Regions from separate parts of the Sus scrofa genome. Here region 2 is linked to region 1. A link is a contact called in public promoter capture Hi-C data. All regions are on one chromosome and are shown on one strand. Each heading gives the region's core, a stretch centred on a gene start, on an enhancer-like site or on the middle of the called end of the contact. The rest is flanking DNA. Distances are from core to core; before and after follow the strand shown. Region 1 holds the start of LOC102160475 (laforin-like). Region 2 has its middle 23 kb from the start of ALDH2.

The links. Promoter capture Hi-C pulls out the DNA fragments that hold promoters and counts their contacts.
Region 2: a promoter capture Hi-C map of skeletal muscle shows a contact between it and region 1, with 5 times the contacts expected there. The contact joins the enhancer-like site here to the promoter of LOC102160475 in region 1. A contact is called at or near these places in 4 of 5 promoter capture datasets (fetal liver, fetal skeletal muscle, liver and 1 more), 20 of 47 Hi-C or Micro-C datasets (adipocytes, adipose tissue, alveolar macrophages and 14 more) and 2 of 2 datasets of contacts at active chromatin or transcription factors (alveolar macrophages and skeletal muscle).

Annotation. Positions count from the first base shown.
Region 1 is chr14:39,883,518-39,888,171 of Sscrofa11.1, forward strand. It overlaps LOC102160475 (laforin-like), which reads left to right and starts at 2,389. Exons shown (of 3, transcript XM_021074221.1): 1 at 2,389-3,210. The coding sequence starts at 2,406. The coding sequence ends at 3,107. It overlaps MAPKAPK5 (mitogen-activated protein kinase-activated protein kinase 5), which reads right to left and starts at 2,381. Exons shown (of 14, transcript NM_001143694.1): 1 at 2,227-2,381. The coding sequence starts at 2,262.
Region 2 is chr14:39,953,784-39,959,009 of Sscrofa11.1, forward strand. No RefSeq gene overlaps it. Among named protein-coding and RNA genes, the nearest start is that of ALDH2, 23 kb to the left of the region's middle. Within about 2 kb of position 1,503, at least 2 of the 83 cell types and tissues checked have an H3K27ac peak or open chromatin away from gene starts, as enhancers often do. A contact at or near this core is called in skeletal muscle, where this site is marked.

The DNA.
Region 1 (4,654 bases), core at 1,139-3,638:
GTGGCTGCCTGATGGGAGGGGGAGGGAGTGGGAGGGATCAGGAGCTTGGGCTTATCAGACACAACTTAGAATAGATTTACCAGGAGATCCTGCTGAATAGCATTGAGAACTTTGTCTAGATACTCATGTTGCAACAGAACAAAGGGTGGGGGAAAAAATGCAATTGTAATGTATACATGTACTGATAACTTGATCCCCTTGCTGTACAGTGGGAAAATAAAAAAAAAAAGGGGGGGGGGAGTTAATCACGGAGTGTGGTATAGGTTGCAGACGAGGCTTGGATCTGGCATTGCTGTGGCTGTGGTGTAGGCCAGCAGCTACAGCTCTGATTCGACCCCTAGCCTAGGAACCTCCATATGCCTCCGGTGCGGCCTTAAAAAAACAAAAACAAAAAAACAAATATGTAAGACAATCTCTAATCCCAAAATGCTCATTATCTAGTCTAGGTAAGTGACTTGGGAGTAGTGAAGTCAAGTGGCTATGGGAGTAGAGACAGAGATGAGAAGAAGAGCTTTTGGTTGTAGCCAGTTGGCCTAATCCAAATACCTTTAAGAGTAAAAGGATGCGATCTTAAAGTCCAATCAGACCACTCTCTGGTAGTCAGATGGCAGAAATTTAAGTGTTGTGGTGGGAGCCTAGAAAAATAGCTTTTCCAGCTGAACTCTACAGGTCTCAGTTCTCAACAAATGAGGGACGGCTGAAAAAAGCACAACAATGAATACAACACATTGCCACAAACCAAGACTTTTATTTGATGTGATGCTGGCTTACTTCCATGGAAGTATATCCTAGTCAGTACTGTTTGTTAGAGCAAATATTTTAAACTCCACTAATTTGTATTGGTTGTACATACCCAAATTAGTAGGAAGATTCACCAATGGCTTGTTAATTAGTACATGAAGAGAAGAAAAAAAATGTTTTTAAGAAAATTAGCTTGGATAATAATGACTGAAGAAAACTGCAACTCTTTCTAAACCATTCTTAAGTTACTATGGGCTAATATTCACTGAGTTCTTACTAAATGTTAGGTATTGAAAGCACTTTCAGATATGTGTGCTTATTAAATTCTCAAAAAAACCCAAAAAAAACAAAAAAGCTCTGAGCTGGAGAAAGTTGTTTTTTTTTAACATTTTTAAATGTTTGGTATCTTTTCATTTCTTGTTTCCTAATTTCTTATTATAGTTGATTTACAATGTTCTGTCAATTTCTGCTATATAGCAAAGTGACCCAGTCATACACACACACATTCTTTTTTTCACATTATCCTTCATCATGTTCCATCACAAGTGGCAAAATATAGCTCCCTGTAGATAGGAAATAGTTTCTGTTTTTGGGGCTTTTTTTAATCCTCTTTCTTTGGATGAGGAAACAAGGGACAGAGAAGTAAAGTGACTTATTCCAGGACACAGTTAAATGAACGGCCAGGCTAAGATTTCAACTCATGAGTCAACCTGGAGAAACTTTTACAACCACTAAGTAAAACTGCCTCCCCCTTTACATACTTGCCCACTAAAACTATATCTGTCTTCTGCTCAAAACTCTCCCAGATTTCCTCTTTTACTCAAAGTCAAAGCTAAACTTCTTACAATGGCCTACAAGGCCCTATGTGCTTTGGCTTCCCATTACTTGTCTCTAACAATCTACACTGACCCACTGCATCCAAGACACCTTGTTGTTCCTGGATCACATAAGACTTGCACCTACCTCAAGACTTTTGTAGCCACTGAAAAGGGGAGAGGCCACACGGAAAAGTGAGAACAACCTCTTCGCCAAAGAACAGGTTTTCCTTCTGAAAATGCAAATTTCAAACAAATCTGCAGCGATGGGTAAAGTCCAACTCTCCAAGTGTTGCTGCATATTATCTGGACGCAAATTCTGACGACACTTGGGCAGCAGTCTAAAGTAGAGTAGTAGTACGGCCCCCTCCATCCTACAAACGTCAAGCATCTCCACGCCACTCACTTCCATCCTAGCTAAGCACTAGCCACATGCCGGTTTTAAGCAAATAAATCGCCGCAGGGAGTCGGAAATCTCTCTCTCTACACACACACACGCGCGCGCAACCCTTCGCCCCAGTGCTGTAAAATGCAGTCCAAAAAATCCGGGGAAGATCTAAATCTGGGAGATGCTGCAATCTCTCCAAGTTATCTCTTCTTTCTACTGCTGGAGGCAAGAGGAATGCCACAGGAGCAAAGAGGGGGGAGGAAGGGGGCATCTCCCCCTTACCTTGATGGCTTTCTCCATGTCGCTCTCCTCCGACATGCTCCGCGAGGCCCGCACGGCCGGGAGCAGCGGAGGCTGCGCAGCTGCCTGATCCCACCGCAGCCGAGGGAACAAGGAGCTCAGCGCTCCGGACCCCGAGCCTCGGGAAGACTGGCAGCAGCCGCCCCCAGGAACCGGCAGGAATGAAGGCCCCGGCGCCGGCTCGGCCTCGGCGGGCGGTTCTAGGCTGGCGGCGGCGGCGGCAGCGGCCCCCGGGAAGAAGCCTTTGTGCTGGGCCCCACGCGGCCGCCTCCCGGCCTCATCCCCGGCCGGGGAGGCAGGCTCCCGGGGCAGGGCGAGGCGGAGAGGGCCCCGATCCGGGGCGCTGTGCTGGGGCCTCGAAGGGCCTCCGCTTAGGCCCGGGCTCGCCAGGTCCTGAAGAGGAACCTGCGCCTCCGCCTCCGCCGCCGGCACCGCCGAGAAGCCGAGGCCGACCCCGCCGCCGCCGCCGCCGCCGCCGCTGCTCCCGCTGCTGCTTCAGCGCCACACATCGCCGGGACACCCGCGCCGGGCAGCCCTGCCGGCCGCCCGCCTGCCGGCGCTGTGCACTACTTGAACTCCGGGCCGCCCTTCCTGCGGCCAGACTTCGTGCCCCCACAGCTCCACGCGCCCCTCGCCGCGGTCCGCTGGGGTTTCCGAGTCGCCCCCGAACCACGCAGTTGACTTGCAGGCGTCTGCCAAGGCCTCCCCAAGGTGGCGCCAAACTCAGGACAGGCCCCCGGGCCCTCCGCAGCGACGGCGCAGTGCTGATGACGTCAAAGGCCCCAGACCAGGCGGGGCTATTGGACCTTACCACCCAATTCGAGTGGCAGCGGGACATTTCTCACCTTCTGTGTTTTTCCTAACGTCGTGGTCTAGATTTATGGTAGCAGAAACACGCTGCGGAAGAAGCAGAGGATATCGGCTTGTGATAGAGGTCAGACACTGAACCTCCGGAAGAATCCTGAGGTAAGAACAGATATATAGCAATAACAGTTATGTATACAGGGCTTTCATTTTGCGTGAAGCTCTTTTTTTTTCCATTAGTTTCCTTATTCTTTATAAAGTAGGCATTTGGCTCTTCGAGGTAAGTGTATGTATGTGGAATATATAAAATATGTATGTATTTTTTGCTTTTTAGGGCCGCTTCTGTGGCACATGGAAGTTCCCAGGCTAGGTAGGGGTCGAATAGGAACTGTAGCCTCTGGCCTACACCACAGCCACAGCAACGCCAGATCTGAGCAGTGTCTGCGACCTACACGACCTACACCATAGTTCGTGACAGTTCAGGATCCTTAACCCACTGAGCGAGGCCAGGGATCAAACTGGCATCCTCATGGATACTAGACGGGTTTGTAACCTGCTGAGCCACAGTGGAAACTCCTGAGGTGAGTATATTGTTATACCCTATTAACAGATGAGATAACAGATGAAGTAACAGATGAAGTAAGTGGAACTCTCTTGCAAACAGCTGAGAACTAGTGAAGTCAAAATTGGAACCAAGGTTTGTGCTCGTTATGTTACACCAATAACCTGTCAAAGGACCTTGCAGGAGTTTTTGCCTAATCACCTCTTGATAGATCTTCGTTCATTCACTTATTTACTGAGCACCACTGTGTGCCAGGCCAACTCCATCCTGGGGAAACAGTAGAAACAAGATATGGTACCTGTTTACAGATCTTACTTTCCAGAAAAGGAAGCAGAATGTAAAGAGGGAAAAGCACAGAGTTTGTGGATACTAAGAAGAAAGTCAGCAGGGTGCTGAGGTAAGAGAATAACTGGATGTGGGGACTTTTTCCAAGTAGGTGATCAGGGAAGGTCCCAGGTGGTAACTTTGAAGCAGAGACCTCAGATAAATGAGGAGGAGCTGTCTCATTAGAAATCCAAGGAGATTTCTGGGCAGATGGAACAGCATGTGGAAAAGTCTTAAAGTGAAAGTAAACTAAATGTGGTCAAGGAGCATCTGTCATTGTAGCTGGAGTAAGGTGAGTAGGAGAGAGTGGTAAAGGTTGGAGAGATGGGCAGGGCCTGTATCATATACACCCATAGAGGTCATGGTGAGATCTTTGGATTTTATTCTAAGCCAGTGGAAAGTTTTAAACTAAAGAGTGATACCAAATTTATGTTTTAAAAGATAAGACTGCTGTATGAAGAGTGAAATATGGGCAAGTTAAAGTGGAGACATGGAAGAAAGAGAAAAAAAAAGGATTTCCCGTTGTGTGGCAGAAATGAATCCCACTAGGAACCATGAGGTTGTTGGTTCGATCCCTGACCTTGCTCAGTGGGTTAAGGATCTGGTGTTGCTGTGACCTGTGGCATAGGCTGGCAGCTATAGCTCCAATTCAACCCCTAGCCTGGGAACCTCCATATGCTGTGGGCACAGCCGTAATAAGCAAAAAAAAATTGGAGACAT
Region 2 (5,226 bases), core at 253-2,752, 69 kb after region 1:
TGCTTGCTCAGTTTCTTAGGGAGAAACATTGTCTACTCTGGGAAGGGGGAGTTCCGGGATGCTTATATGGGAAAAACAAGACCCTGTAATGTATAAAAGTTGCTAAGAGCAAAAACCTGGTGCTCAGAGTCTGGAGGTGACTCCTTTGAGCCGGTTCGGGTGCTGAGTAAACTTTGCTTTTCTGCATCTCCAGGTGCAGTTTGTCTCCTTCTGCTGCCACGGTTTTTGCAGTTTCTGCAAGATCATTTCTGCTCACAATTTATTGCCGAAAGCAAGTCCCATGGGCACTTCCAACTGGAAAAGAGTAGGGAAGAGCACCACTTTTCCTTTGTAGGATTGTTGAGAGGATCAAGTTGAATAGCAGATAGGGCAGCCTTTTGAGAATGTTCAAAGCTATACCAGGAGTTCCCACTGTGGTGCAGCAGGTTAAGGATCCAGCATTGTCTCTGCAGCAGCACAGTTTCAATCCCCAGCCAGCATAGTAGGTTAACTATCCAGCATTGCTGCAGCTGTGGCATAGGTGGCAGCTGCAGCTCAGATTCCATTCCTGGCCTGTGGAACTTTCATATGCCATGGGTGTGGCCAGAAAAGGAAAAGAAAAAAGCTATACCATTTTAGGATATTATTTCTGTTATTTCTACTCTTGGTAGAAAAGGGCCTGCTACCTGACTATTTTGCATATTATCACTATTATTAAGAATATTACGGCTGAGAAAGGTGTCAAGATGATGTGGTTTCTAAAGCAGAAAGTCACAACCCTGTAAGGGAAAGTTCAAAAAAAAATTTTTAATCAGAATTTTTTAAGATCCTGGCTTTGAAGAGACAAAATGATAGAAATATATTTTTTTAAAAAACATGGTCTACACAATACTTGGTAGGTAGAAGGTATTTGATATGTTTTTGTTAGGCAAGTGATTTTTCTGATTGTTTATACAAATTAATGTATAAATTGCAAAGACTGGATTCTTTGGAACAAGTTTTTTGTCGCTGGTCACATTTGATGCAGGGTTCATGCGGTGACTCACTGGATAGTATATAGAGGTAGGATTCCATCCAGAGTTCAGATCCCAGCTCAGCCACTTAGGACCTGTGTAACCTTAAGTGAGTTTTTTAAGTTCTCTAGAACTCTTTTCTTCTTGGGAAAAAACAAGGATCATAATAATCCCTGCGTCACAGGGTGGTTGTATGATTAAATAATACTTATAAAATGCTTGGAATAGGAGCTTCACATAGTAGGTATGTAATATATACGTGGAAGTTATTGTTCTGTTGTTGGTTTTTAACTTAGAATGAAATCCATCCTCTTTATTAATAAATACAAGACCCTGCTTGAACACTGCCCACCTTCACCTCATCTGCTCCTCACTGACTAAACCCTGGAAAACCATACCAGCCTTTTTCTTTTTCAAATATGCTGAGTTTGTTCCTGTCCCAGGGCCTTTGTACTTGCCGTTCCCTCCAGCTGGGCTCTTTCAGCAGCTCTGCAGATGGCCAGCTCCATCTTTTAGTTTATTTCTGGTTCAGATGTGCCTTCCTATATGGTGACCACACAATCCAAAATTAGCCACCTCTACTGACTTCGTTTTCCTCCCCCACCACCCTGATATCTTTACTCTCTACAACCACCACGTTCATCTGTTTACCAGCTCTATGATGTCATTTTTGTAAGAGCAGGGCCCCAGACTCCTAAAACATGCCCAGGGCAGAAGTTAGTGCCCTCTAACTATGTTGAATGAAGGACTCTGGTGGGGCTCTGATTCCCTTTGGAGATCCCAGCACTTCACTCCATAAGAAAATACCTTCTCTTTAAACTTGAGATGACCAAGAATTTCTGCAGTAGAAGTGTTTTTCACATTAAGTAAATGGATCCCCAAACGAAGTGCTTTGGGGAGCCGTGTGTAGAGGAAGTGCCATTTTTAACAAAGGGCTTCCAGGGTCACTGTTTGAGCTGATTCACCTTGCAGGCTCACCACAGATGCCTGGCAAAGTATTGTACTCACAGCCAAATTACTTTTGCATGTTACTACGCTGGAGCTACATGCAGTGTCCTAAAAGTTGAGTGTTTCGGGAGAAAAACAACATTTATTGTAGGTTTTTAAAATTTCTAATTTCAGAGAGTTCCCGTTGTGGCTCAGTGGGTTAGGAACCCAACTAGTATCCAGGGTTTGATTCCTGGCCTCGCTCAGTGGGTTAAGGATCCGGAGGTGCCATGAGCTGTGGTATAGGTCGCAGATGGAACTCGGATCCTGTGTTGCCATGGCTGTGCTGTAGACCAGCAGCTGCAGCTCCAATTTGACCCCTAGCCTGGGAGCTTCCATATGCTGCAGCTGCAGCCCTAAAAACAAAACAAAAAATTCTATTTCAGAAGAATAAAAAGCTCAGTGTAGAAATATTAGAAAACAGAGGAAAGCAGAAAGCACAAAGAAAACATTAGTCTTTCAAATAGTAAACATTTCATTGTTGGAGTTCTCATCATGGCTCAGTGGAAATGAATCAGACTAGTAACCAAGAGGTTGTGGGTTTGATCCCTGGCCTCGCTCAGTAGGTTAAGGATCCAGCCTTGCTGTGACCTGTGGTGAAGGTTGCAGACGCTGCTTGAATCTGACGTTGCTGTGGTTGTGGTATAGGCCGGTGGCTACACTGCAAACAAACAAACATTTCATTGTGTTTACTTTCCAGTCTTTTTTCTGTGAATGTTTTCAAAATGAGTCTGTGTCACATAAACTGTTTTGGAGTCTAGTTTCTCTCTAGCAGTATATCATGGATGTTATTATTTACTTAATATTCTTCAAAAAATGTTTATATATTATTGCATATTTAAATAATTCATGTAGGAGTTCCCATTGTGGGACAGCGGAGACAAATCCGACTAGGAACCATGAGGTTGTGGGTTCGATCCCCGGCCTCGCTCAGTGGGTTAAGGATCCGGCGTTGCCATGAGCTGTGGTGTAGGTCGCAGACATGGCTCGGATCTGGCATTTCTGTGGCTCTGGTGTAGGCCAGCAGCAACAGCTCTGATTAGACCCCTAGCTTGGGAACCTCCATATGCCGCAGGTGTGGCCCTAAAAAGACAAGACAAAAATAAATAAATAAATAAATAAATAAATAATTCATGTAAAGATATGAGCCCGTGGTTAAAAAAAAAAAATCTAAGTAGTACAGAAGAGTAGGAAAGAAAACTTCATGGCACTCCTAATGCTAAAGGTGTTTTTGATTCCCTCCAAATATTCTTTTTACATATACAAATGGAATCACTTTTACTGTTCAACATTATATTTAATGTATATGTGTAAATACATACACACACACACATATTTTCTTTGAAGGGGAGTGGGCCACACCAGTGGCATGTGAAAGTTCCCAGGCCAGGGATTAAACCTGTGCTGCTGCAGTGACAATGCCAGATCCTTAACTGCTAGGTCACCAGGGGACTCCTTTTGTTTTTGATAGCAATATATTTTAGATATCTTTCTATGGTACATAGTGCTCTGCATGATTTATTGCAAATTTATTACAAATATGTAATAATTTTTTGAACTAACCTCCACTGGACACTTTTGTTAATTCTTAGTTCTTTTATGTTATACACAATGATGAAATGCTCTTGCTCTCTTTTCTCCCTCCATTCTGTCTCTCTGTTTCCTTCTAGATAGATAGATATCTTATTTCTTAGAATGTGCCCACATAAAGTATATGGTATGTGTATGTACAAACCAATTTATTAATATATTTTAAAAACTAAATGCATGTCTCCTTTGACATATAAATTCTGTATAACTTGCAAATCTATAAGTTTTAGGTATAGGATTTACAATGTATTTTAAATTTTGTAAAATACTGCCAAATTGCCCTCCAAAAAGATGTACCAGCTTCAACTTACACTGGGAGTTTATGAAAGTATTTTTCTAGTCTTTCCCTACCTTTTGCCAACATTATATGGATAATGTCAATTTTTTAAAAACTTGTCAAACTGGTTAAGTGAAAAATTATATGGGGTTTCCATTGTGGCTCAGTAGGTTAAGAATCCATGAGGATATGGGTTTGATCCCTGGTTCCACTCAGTGTGTTAAGGATCTGGTGTTTCTGTGAGCTGTGGTGTAGGTTCCAGACACAGAGCTTGGATGCTGAGTTGCTGTGGCTGTGGCATAGGTCGGCAGCTGTGCCTCTGATTGGACCCCTAGCCTGGGAACTTCCATGTGCTGTGTGTTTGACCATGAAAAAAATTTTAATTTTTAATTTGCATCTCTTTAATTGCTAGTTTCCTTGTCCTATGTATCTATCTAGAGAAAGAGAGAGGGATATATATATATATCTTATTTGTTGGTTGTTTATTTCCCTGAGAATTACCTTTTCATGTCCTTTGTACAGTTTTCTATTGTTTCTCTTTTTCTTATTGATGTCTCATCTCTTTGTTCCACCAAAGAAATCATATTATTAAGAAGGTAACAAATTTATGTACCTACTGTCTTATTATTACTTATATGTTATTTCTAATTTCCTGAAAATAAATACTGGAGGTTCTCAGCTCTGGTTGCACAATAGAGTCACCTGAGAGGTTGTTTAAATACTGATGCTCTTCTGGAAGAGATCTTGCTGTGATTGGTCTCAGGTAGGGCCCAGACATCAGGATACCACAGGGTTTCTTCATCTCAGCACTATTGACATTTTGGACCAGATAAATCTATGTTGCAGAGACATTTTCTGTGCTCTGTAGGATGTTTATCAGCATCCCTGACCTCTGTCCACTAGATGTCAAGAGCACACTCCTTCCCAGTTATGACAACCATAAATGTTTCCAGATACTGCCAAACATCCCCTCTATAGAGAATGGTCCTTTCCCTCCTTGACAGCCCCCCCTTAGTTGAGAACCACTGATACAGTGATTTGGTTTTGTTTTGCCACATTTGTGGCATGTGGAATTTCCCAGGCCAGAAACTGAACCTGCACTATAGCAGCGACAAGAGTCACTGCAGTTACAATGCCAGATCCTTAACCCACTGCACCAAAAGGGAACTCCTAGTATAAGGGTTTAATTCCCCGAGTGAATCTAATATGCAAGTAGAGTTGAGAACCACTCATATAAATAATGCTGCAGTGAGCATTTTTATACATATGATGTTGCCTACATCTTATTTCTTTAGGATAACCTCAGGAATTTGGCACATCTTAAGGCTTTTGACTTAGTTATGCCAAAAATATTTTTTGTTTGTTTGTTTTTTGTCTTTT